Linked DNA regions of Sus scrofa: region 2 is linked to region 1. The links are chromatin contacts, called in public Hi-C maps. All regions are on one chromosome and are shown on one strand. The core of a region is the stretch at or near the end of the contact, and the rest is flanking DNA. Distances in the headings are between cores, read along the strand shown. Region 1 holds the start of LIPG (lipase G, endothelial type). Region 2 has its middle 59 kb from the start of LIPG.

Region 1 (3,473 bases), core at 597-3,096:
CACACCCTTCACACTGTCAAATTTCTAGGGACTAAGATTTGAGTAACTCAGAACAGAGAATTGGAATTTTGACTCATAGGTTACTCATTGCCTCAACCATGGAAAAGATGGAGATGTAGTTCCCAAGGGCTCATATCTAGAGGTCAACAGGCTAAATCAAACCAAGAGCAGAAGAGAGAGATCTGGTGGTGGAGACTTGAAGCCTGTTCCCAGGACTCAGGTTTCCCTCTCTAAAATGGAAATGATATTTGACTTATGTTTGTATAATTTGCCAGTGGAGAAGGAGAGTAGTAAGAGGAAGGAAGTACACATTTTGGGGTGCCATTTACCATCCTATAAAGTGCATTGAGTTTTACACGCAAAAAGTGAAGCCAGCCTGCCTCTTAAAGAATTAGAGAACACAGGAGGGACAAAGGGTGCTTCGTTGGCAAATGGAGTAACACAGTAGTGAGGATAGGTCAGAACAGGACCTGCTCCTCCAGATGGTTTCCCCACACAGACCTTCCAGGCGGGGGCCCTGACACTAGGGGAGGAAGGGGCTCCGGGCTGCTCTGGCAGTTTTCCTCCCCAGGCAAGAACAGGACCAGTTTCCCAGCGACCGCGGGGTTACTTGCGGTCGAAGGTGCAGTCTTGCAGAACCAGGTCTAGCGAGAACCAGGCAGGAGTCCTTGGCGCTTTCAACCTCTCCCATCCCCTCGGCATTCCCCGAGGGCTGTTGAGACGCAACCGCCCCCAAGTGGTCCCAGCGGAAGACTGGCAAGCGCCCCGGGCTCAATCCAGGCTCCCCTGCGTCAGGTGCTGAATCCGGCTCGCAGCCCTCGGTCTCGGGGTCCCTCGGGCGGAGTTGGAGCCAGCACTAGGGGGCAGGAGCAGGGACGCGCGTATCATTACAGGAAGGAGAGGAGGAAAAAAAAAGAGGAGGGAGAAGACGCTGCTGCTTAATTCCACTCAATAGGTCGACACTTGGCGCTGGTTACCGGTCTGAGACCCCCACGCTTGGCTCACTATTCCTTTGAGGAATGTCCCCGGCATCCCTCTAGTCCTGCACCCCCAGGTAAGAGAGCGCTTACCACGTGGCAGGCGCAGCACTAAGCGCTGTCCCAGAGTAGGTCTTTTAATTTTTCCCCAAATTCCTAAGCGGCAGGAACTGTTACCATCCGCGTTCTGGGAAGGAAGGAATGGTCTTGGAGAAGTTGGACGGCTAGTCACTAGTTGCAGCTAGTGGCGGAGCGAGGACTGACCGAGAAGGATCTGAGCGATCCTGATGCCCAGACCACAGCCCATAGCAACTCAGCTCTGCCTAGTTATTGTCCGATCACGACGTCTGCACCTGTCGTGGGCCTCGCAGAGCAGGAAGGCAGGAGGAAAGGGAAAAAAGAAGGACCACAGGGGGACCAGGTGGCTTTCGTCCATCTGGACCCTTGGCCCTGGGCGAGGAGAGATCAGTTCCGGCGCGGGGTTGGCTTTGCGCCTGGGAGAGGATAACCTTCCTTCTCCAGGAATCGCGAGCGCGGCGGGAGCAGCGGTTTGGGGTAATGATCCCCCTTGGGCAGCAGGGTCGAGGGGAGAATCTAGGGTCCGGGAGTGGACACCAGGAAAAAGTGTGGTGGCAGGAGCCCGGCTGCTGGCGGAGTTGCCGGGGGAGAAAGCAAGGCAGCGCGTGCGGAGAGTCCACGCGGTGGGTGTGTGGCGCTTTCATTCAAACTTTGGGGAGTCTTTGGTTCGGACGTCAGCGAAGGTGTGACCAATCAGAGTCCAGGGACGGGAATAAATTATGCAAATCACCATCTGGCGATGGGTCAGATGACTCCAATACTTTAAAAAACTACCTCGCCGGGCAGCTCGCGCGGTGGCAGCTCGCGCGGTGTGACAGTGGCAAGCCCAGGCTTCCCGGGCGGGAGGCACAGGGAAGGGCAGATCTGGTTCTGGTTCAAGCCCTTTCACACTCACTCCACCACCCCGCTGCTCAGTTTAGCCAAGTTTTCATTTTTCACCTTCTCCACCTTCAGCTGTCTAAGGCCACCACTGTCTGATCCCACTTAGGGTCTTAAGGGCTCGGACTGCTGGAAACTTCGAGAGGTGGTTTTTTTCTTTTTGTTTGTTTGTTTGGTTTGTTTTTTTATCTTTTTAAAAGTCTCATTTTGGGGAAGGGGGTGCTGTGGGGAAGGATGCGAAACTCAGTTCCTCTGCTCTGCCTCTGGAGTTTCTATTGCTGTTTTGCGGCGGAAGGCCCCGCACTCCCTGGTCCAGAGGGAAGGTTGCAAGGTAACGTGCACTTATTTTTATTACCACCCCAAAAACTTCTTTCCTGCGCCAAGTCCCCTCTGTCTCGCCCACCCTTCTTCAGTCTTTCCTCCATCCTGTGCCATCCTTCTTCCTTTCCTCCTGCACTGTCCATTTGCTCTTCCTAATTGGTCTTGCAGTTCACTTGTTCCTCAGCACCTCTGACCAGGGCATCCCCAGCCGGGCATCCAAAAGGCCACAGGCTGGTGGGTGCGCTCTCCAGCGCTCACTCTCGCCCCACCCCCTTGCCGTTATGTGGTTCCCTTATCGGTGCTGTCCAGTCAGCAGAGTTGGCTGCCAGCAGCTATTTCACCTTGTCCTTCTCTTTGAACCTGGGGTTTTTCGGGGTCAGAAGGCTGTTAGAAAGAGCGCTGTCATCTGTTGCCCCTCCTTCTAAATCTCAGCATAGGTGTTTTGAAAGGTAAGGTATTAGGGTAGCTGGCTCTGGTTTGATGAATGCTTACCGGGAGCATTTGGTGAGTAATTTGTGCAGAGAAGCTGCTGGGCTTCTTCCCCAGGGTGCTAGCCTTCCCCCAACGCTCTTTCTAGCCCTTGCTCTTCCTCTTTCTACTTCTTTTCCTAGCTGCCAGCTTTTCTTCAGAGTTCTACATGACAGTCTTTTCTATTGAAGGAAGCCTACCCTGGAGGAGTGAGTGTAGGTCACTCAGCGGGAGTACCAAGTAGTTAAGCAGAGGAGAGTGGGGGAATCCCTGAACCATACCCCGTTATTTCATCGTCTACTTTTCTGCTGAGGTTGGGTCAAATGATGTTGATCCATGTCAGCTTATGTGCGTGTGTGTTTGGGGGGATTTAATTTGAATGAATGAAAAAAAACTTGCTGCACTTCACATGTTCTTAACTCTAGTGCAGGTGAACAGGGTAGCTCTCCTGCAAAATGCTAACATTCCTTCCAGCTTCTGTGTTCCGCTATTCTGAGTATTTGGGGGGGGCAATTTCATTCATTCAAAAACATATTTATTGGAGTTCCCTGGTGGCCCAATGGGTTAAGGATTGGGCGTTGTCACTGCCGTGGTGCACGTTTGATCCCTGGCCCAGGAACTTCCTCATGCTGTGGGTGCTGCCAAAAAAAAAAAAAAAAAAAAAAAAAAAAAGGAAGAAAGAAAAAAGAAAAAGTATTTATTTGTCAGGTATGCTTCTATGAGTAGGAGATACAGCAGTGAACTGAACAA
Region 2 (3,473 bases), core at 461-2,960, 59 kb after region 1:
CAGCCTGGGTCCTTCCTGCACCTGCATGTTCTTAGCCCTGATGTGCATTAAAAGGAAATGAAGCTTCACAGGGGCACACTCTATGATCCCAAGGAGATAGGAGAGGGCAGAAAATCTGCTCCCAGCACTCACTCGTGCCCTGCACACTGCTGGGAGTCCAACTGCTCTAGCCACTGACTCCTCCTGGTAAAACATTCCTGGTTCTCCTGTGCCCTGGGAGGTCTGAAAACCAAGCTGCCACCAGCAGCTTCGTTGTGATGAAAGCCAATGGAAAGAAGAGTCCTCTCATGGGGAAGAATTCTGGGTGTATAAAGAAAATGTTGCCTTGATCAAAGCAATCCATATATTCATTCATTTGTCCTTTCATTCACTGATTCCAGGTAGATCTACTCAGTGCCAATTCTAGGTAACACATGGTCACCGGGAGCCTACCGACTTGTTGGGGAAATAAGGTTTGAAACCAAGCAAATCAGCATGGGACTGGGAGTTCTCATTGTGGCTCAGTGGTTAACGAATCTGCCTAGGAACCAGGAGATTGCAGGTTCAATCCCTGGCCTTGTTCAGTGGGTTAAGGATCTGGCGTTGCCATGAGCTGTGGTGTAGGTCGAAGACTCAGCTCTGATCCCATGTGGCTGTGGCATAGGCCAGTGGCTACAGCTCCAATTGGACCCCTAGCCTGGGAACCTCCCTATGCCATGGTGCGGCCCTAGAAAAGCCAAAAAAAAAAAAAAAAAAAAAAAATCAGCATGGAACTAAATGCCCCAGATATTTGGTTTGAATCATGAATTGAGGAGGGCAGAGAGAAAGGGTGGTAGGGTTGCAGGGGAGTGTAGGTACTTTATGGTGATCAGTGGTTTCCCAGGTCCTGGAAAGAAGGGCAGAATTAGACATACAGAAGGGAATATGCAAGGCCTTCCAGGAAGAAGTGAGAAAAAACACGGTGTTTTGCAGCAAGCAGTGGTTCCGGGGCAGTGGAGAGAGAGGTAGAAAATGAATGTTGGGGGTGTTCCCATGGTGAGGCAGCAGAAACGAATCTGACTAGTATCCATGAGGATGCGGGTTCCACCCCTGGCCTTGCTCAGTGGGTAAGGATCTGGCGTTGCCATGAGCTGTGGTTCAGGTCACAGACGAGGCTCGGATCCTGTGTCACTGTGGCTGTGGCGTAGGCCGGCAGCTCTTGCTCTGATTCAACCCCTAGCCTGGAAACTTTCATATGCTGCTAGTGCAGCCCTTAAAAGAGGAAAAAAAAAAAAAAAAAAAAAAAAGAAAAGAAAATGAATATTGGCTTCATGTTTCTTCTGTGGATGTAGCTGGCATGTGGGCCCACACTGGCTATCCCAGGCCAGGTCTGAGAATCACTTTGGTAACCAAGAATGCATCAGAGAAGCCCGTGGGGGCTACCCTTACCTCTTCCTATGCCCTGCAAGTGGGCTCAGCTGGAGCCAAAGGCTCATCCAGACCCCACTTATCTTGCTCCAGCAGCAGAGGTAGCAAAGAGGCTGGAGAGGCAAAGCTGCTTGATTTCCAAGGCCTTCTGATCCAGCCAGGTGGAAGGCAGCCAGGCAGGCAGCAGCTGGTGACAGCCTGTCTTACTGCCTTAGATGGCAGGCAGCTAACTCAAAGGAAAAACTGGCAGAAAGGGGGTGGCAAGTCAGGGGACATGGGCCAGTGGAATTCTGAACAAGGTCAAAGTCCAATCTGGTACAGGGCTTGATTACCAATTTAAATCTTGTCTTTTCTCCCAGGATAGCTGCCCGCCCTGCAGAAGAGGCCAGGGCTGCCGCAAGGGGAATTTGCATTTAAAGGTTCCAAGTGCCAGGCACCCTGAGAAGGGCTGTAGCCTGGCTTGTGCATTCATCCTAACACCAGGAGGCCACACATTGAATGCACTCCTATTTTGTCCTTATTTGGACACCTGATTGCCTGGGGGAGGGAAAGAGACCCCAAACTCTTCTTATGTCTTCCAGTCTTGGGAAAGATCCTGGAAAGGGCAGAGTGGGAGGCCCTGGGGTCTGGAAGCTGATGATCACAAGTTTTTCTTAACTGGGGCTGGAAGGAAGTCTAAGGGAGTGGCGGTCCTTGGGCAGGGGGGATGTTCATGGGGCTAAACTGGACTGTGGTTTGGGGAGAGATGTGGAAGGTGGCCGATAGAATGAGTCAGAAACCTAGGTGGCCATGAGGGTCCAGCAGGTGGATTCTACAGCAGTGGTGGGTTAATCACGTTGAAAAAAGGCTCCTCTTTTTACCTCTCTTCTTGAGGCAGTTGGTTCTCAATCCTTTTCTTCTTCTGGGGGGCTTTCGGGAATATTTATGCATGATTACTAGAGCCCCAGAAATTCTGCTATAGCAAATCCATAACTCCCCTCCCTCCCATCAAACCCACCACCTCTGAGGGAAAGGGATGGAAAAGCCCTCCTCACTTCCGCATGCTGCAAACCCCCTTGGGTGGGTTTTTCTGTGACCCTTTTACCGTTCAGTCAATAAACACTTATTGCATCCCTAGGTGTTGATGAAAACATAGGCACACAGTTTAGAGGGGAGGGTGCCTTGGTGTTTGCTTGCAGCTGGACAGAACTGTCCGTGAGAAGAGAGAACACATGATGCAGTACGTTCATGATGTCAGTGTTCTCAGGGACAATGACCTTCTAGGGAGATTTGCTTGTTGGCTGCCTCAGAGGCAAAGCCTGTCGAAATCCTTTGGCTGCGTGTTGGGCCAGAACATTAGGTCGGTGTTACCCAACATCTTGTGCCTGGGAGATCCACATGTGTGCATACACACATACATATACACAAGCACGCACACATGCTGGAAACACTCGAAGGTACATTCTGTCCTGCAGCCAAGTTGATGGCCGTCAGGCTTGGCTGGCCCAGACTCCATCTGAGCATTCCTGGGACTCAGGAATGAACCGAGGTTTTGCTGTGTGCCTCAGGACTCCCCTCCACCCCAGGGCCCCAGTTCAGATCAGGAATTCTCAGTAGCTGTGGGTTCCCATTGCTCTGCTCGGCAATGCGGAGGAGGGGGTGATGTGACAGACATCCTCTGCTGTCTGACTCAGGAACAAGGAAGGAGCAAGGAAGGCTGGAGCTCATCTCTTCAAAAGCATACAGGCTTCCAGGTTCCGGGTCATGCTGGGGAGGCTGAGAGTTCCCATGGGCTTGGGGAGAGGAGTTACTTTGGGTTGGGCTCTAGCTAAGTGGGCCACAGATGATCTTTGCTGGGACACATTCCCCAAATTAAAAACCCAAACTTACTCGGCCCCATCTACTGCTCACTTTGGCAGAAGCTTGGGGGGTGTGTCAGGGCCCCAGTTCAGATCAGGAATTCTCAGTAGCTGTGGGTTCCCATAGCCCATGGTCTCTGGGTACCACCCAGGACACTATCATCACATCCAGCTGTCCTGTCCAGCCTTGCCGGTCTCTTTTTTTTTCACTCGGACCTTCTTCTCAGACTGACCCCCTCTCTGCCCACC

Evidence for each region. Hi-C and Micro-C count contacts between places; a contact is called where the count stands out from the background.
Region 2: a Hi-C map of liver shows a contact between it and region 1, with 6 times the contacts expected there. The contact joins the enhancer-like site here to the promoter of LIPG in region 1. A contact is called at or near these places in 1 of 5 promoter capture datasets (liver), 7 of 47 Hi-C or Micro-C datasets (embryonic fibroblasts, liver, mesenteric adipose tissue and 1 more) and 1 of 2 datasets of contacts at active chromatin or transcription factors (skeletal muscle).

Annotation. Positions count from the first base shown.
Region 1 is chr1:99,080,094-99,083,566 of Sscrofa11.1, forward strand. It overlaps LIPG (lipase G, endothelial type), which reads left to right and starts at 1,847. Exons shown (of 10, transcript NM_001243029.1): 1 at 1,847-2,265. The coding sequence starts at 2,169.
Region 2 is chr1:99,139,216-99,142,688 of Sscrofa11.1, forward strand. No RefSeq gene overlaps it. Among named protein-coding and RNA genes, the nearest start is that of LIPG, 59 kb to the left of the region's middle. Within about 2 kb of position 1,711, at least 25 of the 83 cell types and tissues checked have an H3K27ac peak or open chromatin away from gene starts, as enhancers often do. A contact at or near this core is called in liver, mesenteric adipose tissue and skeletal muscle, where this site is marked.